2 separate regions of the Macaca mulatta genome follow, and region 2 is linked to region 1. The links are chromatin contacts, called in public Hi-C maps. All regions are on one chromosome and are shown on one strand. Each heading gives the region's core, a stretch centred on a gene start, on an enhancer-like site or on the middle of the called end of the contact. The rest is flanking DNA. Distances are from core to core; before and after follow the strand shown. Region 1 holds the start of CYP20A1 (cytochrome P450 family 20 subfamily A member 1). Region 2 holds the start of ABI2 (abl interactor 2).

Region 1 (7,434 bases), core at 4,593-7,092:
CACACTCCTGTAGTCCCAGCTACTTAGGAGGCTGAGGCATGAGAATCGCTTGAACCTGGGAGGCGAAGGTTGCAGTGAGCTGTGATTGCACCACTGCATTTCAGCCTGGGTGACAGAGTGAGACTCTGTCTCAAAAAAAAAAAAAGGAAACAAAAAACTGCTGTGCCGGACCCATTTTCTTGAGTGGGTGGGAAGGTAGGAGATCTAGTACAGGAGTGAAGAGATGGGGGGGGGACATTTAATTGGGAGCATAGCCAGTTCATAGTAATAGGAGGGAACATGGAATATAAGGGCACACATTTAGGCAGATAGGCAGGGTGGTGTGGAAATTATCTCCAGATTGGTTTTATTTTTTCAATGAAATAGGCCAGGTGTGGTAGTTTGCATCGGTAATCCCAGTACTTTGTGAGGCCAAGGCAGGATGATCATTTGAGTCCAGGAGTTTGAGACCAGCTTGGGCAACGTGGCGAAATCCTGTCTCTCTAAAAAGTACAAAAAATTCACCAGGTGCAGTGGTTAGCGCTGTAGTCCTAGCTACTCAGGAGACTGAGGCAGAAGGATCACTTGAGCCTGGGAGGTCGAGGATGCAGTCAGTAAGCCAAGGTCACATCATTGCACTCCAGCCTGGGTGACAGAGTGAGACCCTGTTTCAAAAAAAGAGGCCAGGAGCAGTGGCTCATGCCTGTAATCCCAGCACTTAGGGAGGCCGAGGTGGGTGGATCACTTGAGGTCAGGAGTTCAAAACCAGCCTGGCACACATGTTGAAACCCCGTCTCTATTAAAAATACAAAAATTAGCAGAGCGTGGTGGTGGGCGCTGTAATCCCAGCTACTCAGGAGGCAGAGGCAGAGAATCTCTTGAGCCCAGGAGGCGGAGGTTGCAGTGAGTCGAGATCATGTCACTGCACTCCAGCCTGGGAGACAGAGCGAGACTCTGTCGAAAGAAAAAAAGGAAAGGACAGGACAGGACAGGAAAGGAAAGGGAGAGAGAGAGAAAGAGAGAAAGAAAGAGAGAGGGAGGGAGGGAGGGAGGGGGAGGGAAAGAGAGAGAGAGAGAGAAAGCAAGCAAGCAGGGAGGGAGGGAAGGAGGTGGGGGAGGGAGGGAGAGAAGAAAGGAAGGAAGGGAGGGAGGGAGGGAAGGAGGGAAGGAGGCGAGAGCAGATCACGAGGTCAGGAGTTCAAGACCAGCCTGGCCAACATAGTGAAACACCATCTCTACTAAAAATACAAAAATTAGCCAGATGTGGTGGCACACGCCTGTAGTCCCAGCTACTCAGGAGGATGAGGTGGGAGAATCGCTTGAACCCGGAAGGTGGAGGTTGCAGTGAGCCAAGACCACACCATTGCACTCCAGCCTGGGTGACAGAGTAAGACTCCGCCTCAAAAAAACAAAAAGGAAATTATCAGTTATTGGTGAAGACAGAAGATTTGAAGACAGGGAAGGAATGAAAAGTTATCTGGAAGATTTGGAGACTGGATACACCAGGTGATTTCCAGATACCCCACTTAAGGTACATGAATTTAAAATGAGACTAGTCAGTATGGCTGTGTTCTTTTCCGCCTTTTTTTTTTTTTTCCCAGCTGTGTGGGTTCAGGGGCAGAATTGACAGAGCATTGGATTTAATCACAATTAGGGTTTGCTAGATGATTATGACAAAGGATACAGGGCAAAGGAGTTGAAGGTATATGCAAAGGAGTGATTATAGTAACAGACCATGGAACCTAAGCTTTTTTTTTTTTTTTTGAGACATGGTCTCACTCTGTCACCCAGTCTGGAGTGCAATGGCGCCATCTTGGCTCACTGCAGCCTCGATCTCCCAGGCTCAAGCGATCCTCCTGCTTCAGCCTCCCAAGTAGCTGGGACCAGGGACCACAGATACTCACCACCATGCCTAATTTATTTACTTACTTATTTATTTTTTTAGAGACAGGGTCTTACTATAATGCTCAGTCTAGTCTCAAACTCCTGAGTTCAAGCAATCCTCCCACCTCAGCCTCCCGAAGTGCTGGGATTATAGGCTTGAGTCACTGTGCTGGCCATAAGCTTCTTACATCATCAGCTTCTCCTTCATGACTTGACAGCCCTCATCAGCATAATGTAATTTCTCCTACCTTAAGAATTTCGTCACCTCACTTCCCTCTCTAGTTACCAGCACCCTTTACCGCCAAACTCTAAAAAGCTATCTATACTTGATATCTCTGAATCCACCCATTTAGGTTTATCACCCCAATTACATGAAACCACTCTTCTTAAGAGTACAAATGTTGCAGTGGCTCATGCCTGTAATCCTGAATCTTTGGAAGACTAAGGCAGGAGGATCACTTCAGCCCAGAAGTTCAAGACCAGCCTGGGCAACACAGTGGGACCTCATTTCTATAAAAAATTTAAAAATTAGATTGGGTGCGGTGGCTCATGCCTGTAATCCCAGTGCTTTGGGAGGCCAAGGTGGGCAGATCACTTGAGGTCAGGAGTTCGAGACCAGCCTGGCCAACATAGTGAAATCTTGTCTCTACTAAAAATAAAAAAATTAGCTGGGCGTGGTGGTGTGTGCCTTCAGTCCCAGCTACTTGGGAGGCTGAGGCAGGAGAATCGCTTGAACCTGGGAGGCAGAGGCTGCAGTAAGCAGAGATCATGCCACTGCACTCCAGCCTGGGCGACAGAGCAAGACTTTGTATCAAAAAATTAAAAATTTAAAAATTAGCCAGGTGTGGTGGCATGCGCATGTAGTCCCAGCAACTTGAGAGGCTAAGGTGGGAGGATCGCTTGGAGCCAGGAGTTTGAGGTTACAATGAGCTATGATGGTACCACTGTACTCCAGCCTGGGCAAGAGAGAGACTCTGTCTCTTAAACGAAACAAAACAAAACAAAACGAAACAAAAAAACGATTCAATGTTACTAAATTCTTAGGCCTTAACTTACTTGACATATCTGCAGCATTTGACTTAGCTGATTATCCTCTTCTGCTTCTCTTCTGCTTAAAACATCTGGCTTCCTTCTATTTATGTGGCTGCTCCTTCTCAGTCTCCTTTGCTGGCTCTTGTTTCTCTCCTCAACCATTAACATTGGAGAATCCAGGGTATGGTCCCTGGGACCTCTTCTCTCCGGTATCTAAATTGTCTGGGAGATAGCAACCGGTTCTCCTCGCTTTAAATACCATCTATACATTGATAGCTCCCAAATGTGTATCTTCAGCCTGGACTTTTCCCATAAACTGAAGACATATATTCAGTTACTCATCAACATCTCCACTTGGATGTCTAACAGGCATCTCAAACCTAGCCTACCCAGGCCGGGCGCGGTGGCTCACGCCTGTAATCCCAGCACTTTGGGAGGCCGAGACGGGCGGATCACGAGGTCAGGAGATCGAGACCATCCTGGCTAACACGGTGAAACCCCGTCTCTACTAAAAAGAAGTATAAAAAATTAGCCGGGCGAGGTGGCGGGCGCCTGTAGTCCCAGCTACTCGGGAGGCTGAGGCGGGAGAATGGCGTAAACCCGGGAGGCGGAGCTTGCAGTGAGCGGAGATCCGGCCACTGCACTCCAGCCTGGGCGACAGAGCGAGACTCCGTCTCAAAAAAAAAAACCTAGCCTACCCAAAACCAACTCCTAATCTCTATAAATCCTCACTACCTCCCACCAAAACAAAACTAAAGAACAACCAACAACAACAAAACCGCTGATCTTCCCTGGAATTAATCCATCCTTCCAGATACCAGGCTAAAAATAACTGGTGTTTTCCTTGATGCCTCTCTTTCACATTTCACATCCAATCCACTGGGAAAGCCCATTGGCACTATCTTCACAACTGACTAGTTCTCATTATCTCTGCCACTACTAACATGATCCAAACTGAAATGATAATATCCTCCTAATTACTCGGCTTGCTTCCATCCTTACCTGGAGACCCAAGTCTATTCATGACTTGGCAACCAGAATGATTCTTTTAAAATTTATCTAATAATATTAAATTTTAATTCTATCCAATTTCAAATGGCTGAAATCCTCCAGTGGCACACAGCAAAAGTCCATTAAAAAAAAGCCTAGCCTTACAAGTCATTTAAAATTTGTCCTTCACCCCCATCCTTCTGACTTTCTCTCCTCTGGTCTCTTCCTCATTTACTACATTCTAACCACACTGGTCCCCTTGCTTTCCAGGAACACACCAGGCGGGTCTCCCTCTTAGGGTTTGTATTTGCTGCTCCCTCGACCCGGAATGCTCTTTCTCAGATACCTGAATGGCTTGCACCTTCACCTTCTTCCAGTCTCTGCTGAAATGTCTCCTTAGCTCCCGGCTATCCTACTTTGAAATAACAATCTACCTATCCCCAACTTTATTTCTACGCACAATCCTATATTACTTGTTTTTACTGTCTGTTCCCCTTCTCTAGGAAGTAAATTCCAAGAGTCAGGAATTTTCTGTCTGGTTTGTTCATGGCTGGATTCCCAGCACATGGAACCGTATCTGGCACATATCTAGTGCCAAGAATAAACAGTGTGCTTCTATGAGCTGATCAAAGAAGAGTATCATTTTAAAACCACCAAAAATTCAAGAACCACTGAAATTGTTTAGTTTCTCAGAAAATAAGATTTCAGGAAATCCCTTATTGTGTAGTTGCAAGATTCCAGCCTAATCCATTTACCTGCTCGGAAAAGAACATTTAAGAAAGTGTATGGTCAATTCCAGCAGTTCAGCTACTTTTCAACTTTCACTGTAAAACCACCACCTTGCTTTGTAGAACAAGTGTTGTTGTTTTCTTTTCTTTTGAGACGGAATCTCACTCTGTCACCAGGCTGGAGTACAGTGGTGCAATCTTGGCTCACTGCAACCTCAGCCTCCCAGGTTCAAGCGATTCTCCTGCCTCAGCCTCCTGAGTAGCTGGGATTACAGGCGCCCGCCACCACACCCGGCTAATGTTTGTATTTTTAGTAGAGACGGTGTGTAACCATGTTGGCCAGGATGGTCTCCATATCCTGCCCTCGTGATCCGCCCGCCTCAGCCTCCCAAAGTGCGTAGAACAGGTTTTAAAGACGGTCCTCAGCCATCAACGCTTTTGTTTTCAGACCCTCCCTCTCTGGGGGACGGAGGCTAGTGGAGAGCGGAGGACAGGAGGCTCGGAGAGACGGCAGCGGCCGAGGCAAGCTCGCACCCGAACCGGCAGCGCGGCGCTCTCCCCGAGAGAAGCATTTGCCCTGGAGTCCCTCAGAGGAGCAAGACCTGGACCTCAAGCACTTTGGATTCCAGTCAGGATAGATCGATGGACAGAAGGAAAGGAGGAAGACACAAGTGCTGGCAGAATCCTCAAGAAAGGAGAAAGGAGTGGCGCGCCCAGGAGTCTCCTCCGACACACCGGGAAATGAAATTTGGGTTTAGCGGAGTTATTGCCAAAAAGCCGCCCAAAGTACTTGAGAGCCGCCTTGGAGAGTGGCGCGGGGTGCCTGTCAAGGTGAGGTCGGCCCGCGGAGGCGCGGGTTTTTCCTCAGCAGCTACAGCCAGCCTGGCCAGGCGCCTGAGGCGTAGCGGCGCAGCCCACGTAGCTCTCAGCGCTTGCCCGGTGGGGCGTCACGTGACTCCGGGTGCGGTCCCCGAGCCGAAGCCCGGGAGGGATCCCGAGCCCTCCCCTCAGGCCCGCCCCCTGCGGCCCGCAGCGGGCAGGTCGGCCTGGATGCGGGCGACAGAGAGGCTGGGGCGGCGCCCAGGGCCCCAGAAAGCCAAGACGACGCTCACCGGGTAGAGGTAGAGCACCGCTCCCACCAATGCCAGCAAGAAGGTAACGGCGAAGATCGCGAAGTCCAACATGGTTCTTCCGCCCAGGGAGCCACGTCTCGGATCGGCCGCTCGAGCAGCAACGCCTCAGCCTGGCCCAACTTAAGGCATAGCGTGTGGGCGGGGGCACCCCGCGGGACCCGCGAACCAACGGGCCGCCGGGGGCGTGACCGAGACCTGCGGCCGGCGTCAGCGGAGAGAGCAATGGATCGCCGAGGAGCCGGGGCGCGGGTTCCTGCGAGCAGCAGGCGGAGGCTGAGGCCGCCTAGCGCCATCCTCCACCCCAAGGCGGCGATTGCGGTGCACACGATTTCAGACAGAATATGCCCGCGACTTGGGACCGAGTTGTTGGCGAATGCAGAGCCCAGGTTTCTGAGAAAAGTTAGGAGTTAGCAGTGCTCTGTCCGCCCAACACTTTTCCCAGTGCATTCAGGATTAAAACCTCTAAACCAATGATTTTCGAAGAGTGGTCCCCGGACCAGCTGCATCAACGTCTCCCGGGAGCTGGTTGAAGATGCAGATTATCGATGCCCGGCGCGGTGGCTCCATCTGTAATCCCAGCACCTTGGGAGGCTGAAGCGGGAGGATCGCTTGAGCCCAGGAGTTTGAGACCAGCGTGGGCAACATAGTGAGACCCCCGTCTCTACCAAAAAAAAAAAAAATCGGCCGTGGTGGCGCGCGCCCGTGGCCCCAGCTACTCCGGAGGCTGAGGCTGGAGGATCGCTTGAGCTGGGGAGTTGGAGGCTACAGTGAGCCGAGATCGCACGATTGCACTCCAGCCTGGGCGACAGGGCGAGACCCTGTCTCAAAAACAAAACAAAACAGAAGGAAAAGAAAATAGAAAGATTCTGGATCCCAAACTACACCTACTGAATCAAACACTCGGGGCGGGCGGGGGGAGGGGGCGCGTACAACAATCTGTTTTAACAAAGCCCTCCCGGGGACACTGTTACACACTTAAATTTGAATGAAAACCACCACTGATCTAACCGGGACAGGGAAGTGTCTGGGAGTAAAACAAGAGTAGATACGCCTTGTTTCGCAGAATTTGTGTCTGAAGTACTAGTAAATGTGGTTCTTTGACAGTTTCTGGTGAGCGGAGGCTGCACTCTGTTCAGGTTTCCTTGCTCTGTTAACTCTGACTTTCGGTAAATTGCTTGAGTTTTCTAAGCTTCCATTTCCTTCTAGGTAAAATAGTGAAAATAATACCACATGGAGTTGGCTGTAGGTTAATTTACATATTTTATGAAAAGCACTTAGCACAGCTCCTAGCAAAACTGATTTTGGCATTCGTTGCCCTGGGCATAAAATACCCTAGGACCCCTCTTTCTATTTCGCATGGCTCAGAAGTTTTGACTTGGCTAATGAAATACAAGGCAAGGCCTGCTACTTACTAGTGCTCCTTTTAGTGAAAGTGTGCTAAAAGTATTTATAGATTTTATATATTTAATAATATAAAATGTCAAGAACAGGCAGCAATTTGGCAAGAGAAATTCCAGATTGATTTTACAGCTTCTATGATAAGCGACTATTACATAAGCAGGAAACATACCTCATTGAAAATGCCAACTCTATTGGCATCTATAGCAAATATAATGAAACATGCTGTTTAATATTTCACTTGGCAAAAATTGTATTTTTAAGTCTTTCTCTGCATATAAATGTGCTTT
Region 2 (6,709 bases), core at 1,663-4,162, 92 kb before region 1:
GACAGAGTGTACCAATTATATACCCAAGGCATCCTTAAAATAAACGATAATCTAAAAAGAAAAAGTGTAAAATCTACTTCAGATGCTAAATTGAAAAAATAAACTATTTTAAAATCTAAGTTCATTTCTATTAAATTAATATTAATATTTATGTTTTAAATTATAAAATGTCACCACACTAAATTTTGAGTCCCATTGCTAAAACAGATACTGAGAGTAGTGACATTTTTCTCTTTTCAACTGCAGGAAATGTATATAATATTTAAAAAGACAACTGCTGCTCCCTTTAACCTTTCAGCTTTAATAATCCTTATCCTTTTACCTTTATATAGCAATTATAACTTAAGACGAACTTGTCCCTTCAAATTACAACAAAAAACCATCTTGCAAAAGAGAGAGAAATCTGCTTATTTTTTATTTCTTACTGGTAATAATTGCAATCCACTTTTCCACCCTCAATTTCTCTTCTGACCTGCAACTCTTTCCCCATAATATGCTGCACAAGGCAATGGAATTACCACTTCAGTCCTTTAGGTTTTGCCTCTACTAGAGTTTGTGAATTCCCTCAGAACAGCATTGCTTCCTCCAGTCCTCCTTGGCACCAGCAGTGCACTACAGAGCGTAAATTAACTACATGGTATTAATTTCCTCCAAGATCAGCCTCTCCTACTAACTAGACTATCAAACTCTGTAGACACTAGGTATGTACCATCCACCCCTCACACAGTTCTAGGCCATAAAAGACTTTCAATTTTAGAGAAACATTGAGCAACCGAACCTTTTTTTTTTTTTTTTTTTTTTGAGATGTAGTTTTACTCTTGTCGCCCAGGCCTGAACCTCTGAATCTTTTCTACCCCACTCATATCAGCAAAGTACCTTACAAGTGGACATTTGTATGTTTTTGTATTAACCTTGCCTACATTCCTTTCCTAGTAGCCATACTCAACTGCCTCTTGAGGGAACAGGTTTATACTGTGGTTCATTTTCAAATACAAATGTTGTCTACAAGATAATAGTATGTCTAATCAAACAAAATCTCACTTCCGTGATCAACAATGTGGCCATTACAAAACTTATGAACCTATAAAATTGTAACACCAGTTTCTTAAAATTTACACTAAAACATGAAAATGCTTTCCTATACAGCTAACGTTAAGAAAGGTGCCTCACGCCTATAATCCCAGCACTTTGGAAGGCCGAGGTGGGTGGATCACTTGAGGTCAGGAGTTCGAGACCAGTCTGGCCAACATGGTGAAACCCCATCTTTACTAAAAATACAAAAATTAGCCGGCTCTGGTGGCGGGCGTCTGTAGTCCCAGCTACTCGGGAAGCTGAAGCACGAGAATTTGCGCAAACCTAGGAGGCCGAGGTTTCAGTGAGTCGAGATTGGGCCACCGCACTCCAACCTGAGCTACAGATCGAGATTGTGTCTCAAAAATAAAAGAAAAAAGAAAGATCCCTGGAGAGATGGAGGTGGGAGCAGGGGGGGGGGAAAAAAAAGGACTGTGAAGAAACAGTTCAACATACTGCTTCCATTTCCACCTTTATCCCAAGAGAATTTAAATAGGAAAGAAAAAAAAATGGAGGCAGAATCCATAATTCAAAATAACCGTTAACAAAAAAGCAAAAGATGCTGGATTTTGCAAACTGCATTTTAACCTGCTATCCTTTCAAGTAATGTTTAAAGAAGGATTTTTCTTTAATCCACAGAATATTTTGCTTCATCCAGGAGCAGCTGGATCTCGTATCATCCAGTATCCCCCGCCTCCACACACACGCCGCTACCACTATAAGCCCCTGTGCCAAACGATCCATCACGGTAAAAAATAATAATTAAAAAAAAATTTTAAAAACAGGAGGTTCATCTTCCCGATTCTAAGAAACAGTCATAGTCCGTCCTCTTCCCACCCCCAGGAAAATTGCCTATTCTAACGGGACTAGGAGGGAGGGGGGAGTCAGCTCACCATCCTTCTCCACAGGGAGAAAAATGGCATTAACTTCCAACAAGAGACTGCTGCTCTTCTACCGTATCCCCTTTAGAACATAAAATATTAAGAAAGGGTTTCTGAAGCATTCACAGGAACAGAAAACTGAAGCCTGAAGCACTTCACTCTGCAGCAAGATAGCCCCTTAAAAATCGTCCAGAATGTGGGGGATGGAAGTAACCCGTCAATACAAGCGACACCCCTACCCTAAGAGGGAGCAGGATTCCGTCAAACAGAAAATGCCACTCTCCGCCCCCTCTGCCATCCGGAACGCTGACCGGCGCGGAGTGCGGGGGCGGCCGAGGGCAGCAGCGGCGAGGAGGCGGGACGCGACACACGCACCGCGCCGAGGACTGCTTCACGGCTTTTAAAAAGGTTTTAAAAATGCAGTTTCTCCAGCCGGAGGATTCCCACCCATTCACCAGCCCCAGCCCTCACCCAGCTCCCCACCCCCATCGGGGACTCCGCCGGGCCGTGTCCCCGCGGCGGCCTCGGCCCCACACCCCGAGGCGCGCGGCCCCCCATGGGGGGGTCCCCTACGCGTTCCTCACCGCCCCCTGAGGCCCGACGCGCCCCAGCGGGGGATGCTCTCGCACCTGGATGTAGTTGTTCTCGCAGTAATCGGCCACCCGTTCCAGATTCGTGTAGCTGTCGAAGAGGGCCCGGCGGCCCCCCGGGATTTCCTCTTCCAGCAGCATCTGCAACTCCGCCATCTTCACATCCTCCTCCTCCTCCTCCTCCTCACACAGCTCGCAGAGGGAACGGCGGCCGCAGCGCCAGAGAAACCCAGGACCGGGAGAGGAGGAGCGGTGGCGACGGCGGCGGTAACTCGGGAGGAGCGAGAAACAGCCCCAGCGCGCGACAGGGGAGGGGGCGACGGGGGCGGGGCGCGAGCCGACGGACTGCGAGGACGGTCACCGCGGCGACGGCCGGCCGGGCGCGCGCACGCGCGCTCCCCTCCCTCCGCCCCCGGGAGCCCGAAAAAGATTCCCACCCTCGCCCGCGCCGCCGGCCCCTCCCCCACTTCCGGCGTCTCCTAGCGACGGCGGGGGTAGGAGCGGGATGCGCACGGGAGGTGGTGGTGCTGTTAACCCTTCCGCCGCCCGCCCACCGCTGGAGCAACTCGAGAAGCCCCCACCTCCCGGCGTCCTTTGTTAGTCCGGCGGGAACGCACCACCCTGCTCTGCTGGCTTCCCGCTGGCTTCCTCCGGGACTCATCTCGGCTCTGTCCCCATGGAGGTTATCGGCCTGGGGAACTTCTCGAGTCTTTTCTGCCTCTGCCGCTGACGGGAGGCCGAAGGAGGGCACAGCCTCCACTCTTGGGATCCTCCTCTGTGAAAGATCACACTTCATCAGGGCAGGAATAAAACTCACAAACTTCCACGCAGTTTTCAATGCCACCTGACTTCATTTTTCTTAAATTTGACCTCATCCTCTTTATTGCAGTGAATTGCAGTTTCCTAACCCCAGCTTTCCTGCGCTCCTGCCTCTTTGCACTTCCCCCACTAACGCCGTTCTCCCCTGCCAGGTTAGCCCCTTTCTCTTGTGGTTTGCGGACCCCTGGGCCTCAGCTTTTTATGTTTGCCATTTCTATGAATCGCTTCCTCACGATCTTTTCTGTCATTTCTCTAATGCTATCAACTTCGCTGTCCTTTTTCCTATTCATGGATTCGGTATTTAAAATTTTGAAAACGATTTTGCTAGTAGTAATTGCCTTCTTCACAGGGCTGTTACATAGATAAAATCAACGTTTACGTGAAAACACCTTGAAGAAACATCAAGTGCTACAAAAATTCAAGGCAGATTCTTGAATTTTGTTCTTGCAGAGTTATAATTGTTTTTATTCTCCAGATACTGTGTCTTGTTTTCCTAAATCCGACTACCCCACACAGTGTAATCTGGAAAAACTAAAACTCCGGACAATTGCTGAGATATGAAGCCATGACCTTTATTTGTGCTGTGGAAAATCAAAGTTGACTCCAGTCTGTACCATCTTAGACTTGTGTAGTTAGAACAAGATCCATTGTTTCAACACTGTTCTTAATCTGGTGATCTCTTGGCCCTCCTACAGTGAATTTTTTTTCACTCAGATGATGAGGAAACATACTTTCCAAAAAAAGTCACTTTAGCCCGGGCGCGGTGGCTCACGCCTGTAATCCCAGCACTTTGGGAGGTCGAGGCGGGCGGATCATGAGGTCAGGAGATCAAGACCATCCTGGCTAACACGGTGAAACCCCGTCTCTACTAAAAATACAAAAAGAAAAAATTAGCCGGGCCTGGTGGCGGGCGCCTGTAGTCCCAGCTACTTGGGAGGCTGAGGCAGAAGAATGGCGTGAACCTGGGAGGCGGAGCTTGCAGTGAGCCGAGATCCTCCACTGCACTCCAGCCTGGGTGACAGAGCAAGACTCCGTCTCAAAAAAAAAAAAATCACTTTAATACCATATCTTTACAAATTTCTGGAGCAAACTCTAATGTTATATTGGCTTCATGATGTATACATTAGCAGAATGTATGAGTTTTCACTGTGGAACCTAAATTAAAGGATGTTGAAAATGTTGGTCTAGTCCAACTAGTTTTATTCTTAGGCACTTTAACCATCTTCTGTAGTAGTGGTTCTCAAACTTCAGTGTGAGGAACTTGTTTTAAAAAAGCTGCAGGGTCACACACACTAAGATTCATTAGTTTGAGAGCATGAGTGACTGAAAGGAGTAGTTACTTAAATGACACACCAGCTTGCTTCAAGGAATAAGACATATGAATAACCAAGTGAATAAAACAAATGTTAGATGAAACAAACTTTTCTTTCAGACTAAACTTAAATAGATCAAAAAATAATGTTGAACTTGAAGAAGCCCATCAAGTGAGTGAAATGGTAGACAGACTTCCCCCATCATTACTTATTCCCACCTAGCATTTTTTCAACTACTACTTAGCAATTAGCCCAAAAAACAAATTTTCCTCTGGGATGTTTCATCATTCTAGAAATTACCTAGAAAATATTCTAGTATTTTTTCTAATTAGTGACAATCTCTTTGGACCTAGTTTCCTTATGAAGAAATCAAAGGGCGAGGCCAGGCATGATGGCTCTCACCTGTAATCCCAGCACGTTGGGAGGCCAACGCAGGTGGATCAGTTGAGGTCAGGAGTTCGAGATGAGCCTAGACAACATGGTGAAACCCCATCTCTACTAAAAATATAAAAATTAGCTGGGTGTGACAGCGGTTGCCTATAATCCCAGCTACTCAGAAGGCTGAGACTGAAGAATCACTTGAACCAGGGTGGCATAGGTTGCAGTGAGCCAAGATTGCGCCACTGCACTCCAACCTGGGCGACAGAGGGAGACTCTGTCTGGAAAAAGAAAGAAGAGAAATCAAAGGGTGAAACTCAGGTCAGGAATTCTGAAACTTGAATGTGGATTGGAATCACCTGGAGGGCTTACTAAACTAGTTTGCTGGACCCCACCTCCAGAGTTCTTTATTCAGTTGGTCCGGCCCAATTAATGTATGTTTAACAAGTTCCCAGGTGATGCCTATGAAACGGCCCTTCTGGCTCAAAAAGTCTATGATTACAATTTCTGGCAGCTGGGAAACTCCATCTAGAGAGACACTTTGTACACAGCAGAATCTAAGATGCAAGGACATAAACACTTTGCTGCCACCAAGATTGATTAAGCACGAAAGGGTAACTACAAAATCTGTAAAAGAGTATATAGTTACTAGGTTTAAGGATGAGATTGTGTACCTCATGAAAATCTTCCACTACTTCTCCATAATTGTTTAAGCTGATGAAGGTAATTGAAATCTGTTCATTTTTACAATTTTTCAGATGAACTGGTATGATAAAAGTGCATTTTCAAGCCCTTAGAGAGTTACAATTATAATAATAGTACACACTTCACATGAACTTCTTATAAACATAAATAAGCAAACTCGTTGCTCTAAGGAGCCATATTTAAGAGCTTTAGTACAAGATTTTCAAAATTATACAAATCTAATATACCCATGTATGAGGTTGTGAAGTTATAACCCATCTTAAAACAATCTTTCTTAAATTTATTCCAGTGTTTTAAAAATTATTAGCCCCTTCTAAGTCCCATGTAATATAAGCACATCTTACCTTTAAAAACCATAACTTCTAGCAGGATAGGGTGGCTCATGCCTAGAGTCCTACCTACTCAGGAGACTCAGGAGGATCACTTCAGCCCTGGAGTTTGAGACCAGACTGGGGCAACATAGACCTTTGTCTCTGGAAAAAAAAAAAAAATTTAATGAATAAAAACAATTACTTTTGTATATGATTTAATAGCCATCTCTTTTGTTGTTGTTGTTGAGATGAACGTCTCACTCTGTCGCCAAGGCTGGAGTGCAGTGGTGCAATCTTGGCTCACTGTAATCTCTGCCTCCCAGGTTCAAGCAATTCTCTTGCCTCAGCCTCCCTAGTAACTAGGACTACAGGCACCTGCCACCAGGCCAGGCTAATTTTTGTATTTTTAGTAGAGATAGGATTCCACCATGTTGACCAGGCTGATCTTGAACTCCTGACCTAATGTGATCCACCCACCTCGGCCTCCCAAAGTGCTGAGATTACAGGTATGAGCCACCACATTCGGCTGCTCATTTCAGTCTAAAAATGGGTCAAACAAAAATCAAATTACAATATATAATCGTTATATACTGACTGACCTCCCTCATATCTTGGAAAATTCAAAATATTCACGTATTCAT

What was found. A called contact is a pair of places that touch in the nucleus more often than the background predicts.
Region 2: a Hi-C map of fetal cortex germinal zone shows a contact between it and region 1, with 1.9 times the contacts expected there. The contact joins the promoter of ABI2 here to the promoter of CYP20A1 in region 1. A contact is called at or near these places in 2 of 14 Hi-C or Micro-C datasets (fetal cortex germinal zone and fetal cortical plate).

Annotation. Positions count from the first base shown.
Region 1 is chr12:108,462,792-108,470,225 of T2T-MMU8v2.0, reverse strand. It overlaps CYP20A1 (cytochrome P450 family 20 subfamily A member 1), which reads right to left and starts at 5,842. Exons shown (of 13, transcript XR_013402124.1): 1 at 5,726-5,842; 2 at 2,920-3,117.
Region 2 is chr12:108,552,169-108,558,877 of T2T-MMU8v2.0, reverse strand. ABI2 (abl interactor 2) reads right to left here and starts at 2,912. Exons shown (of 10, transcript XM_077957412.1): 1 at 2,582-2,912. The coding sequence starts at 2,698.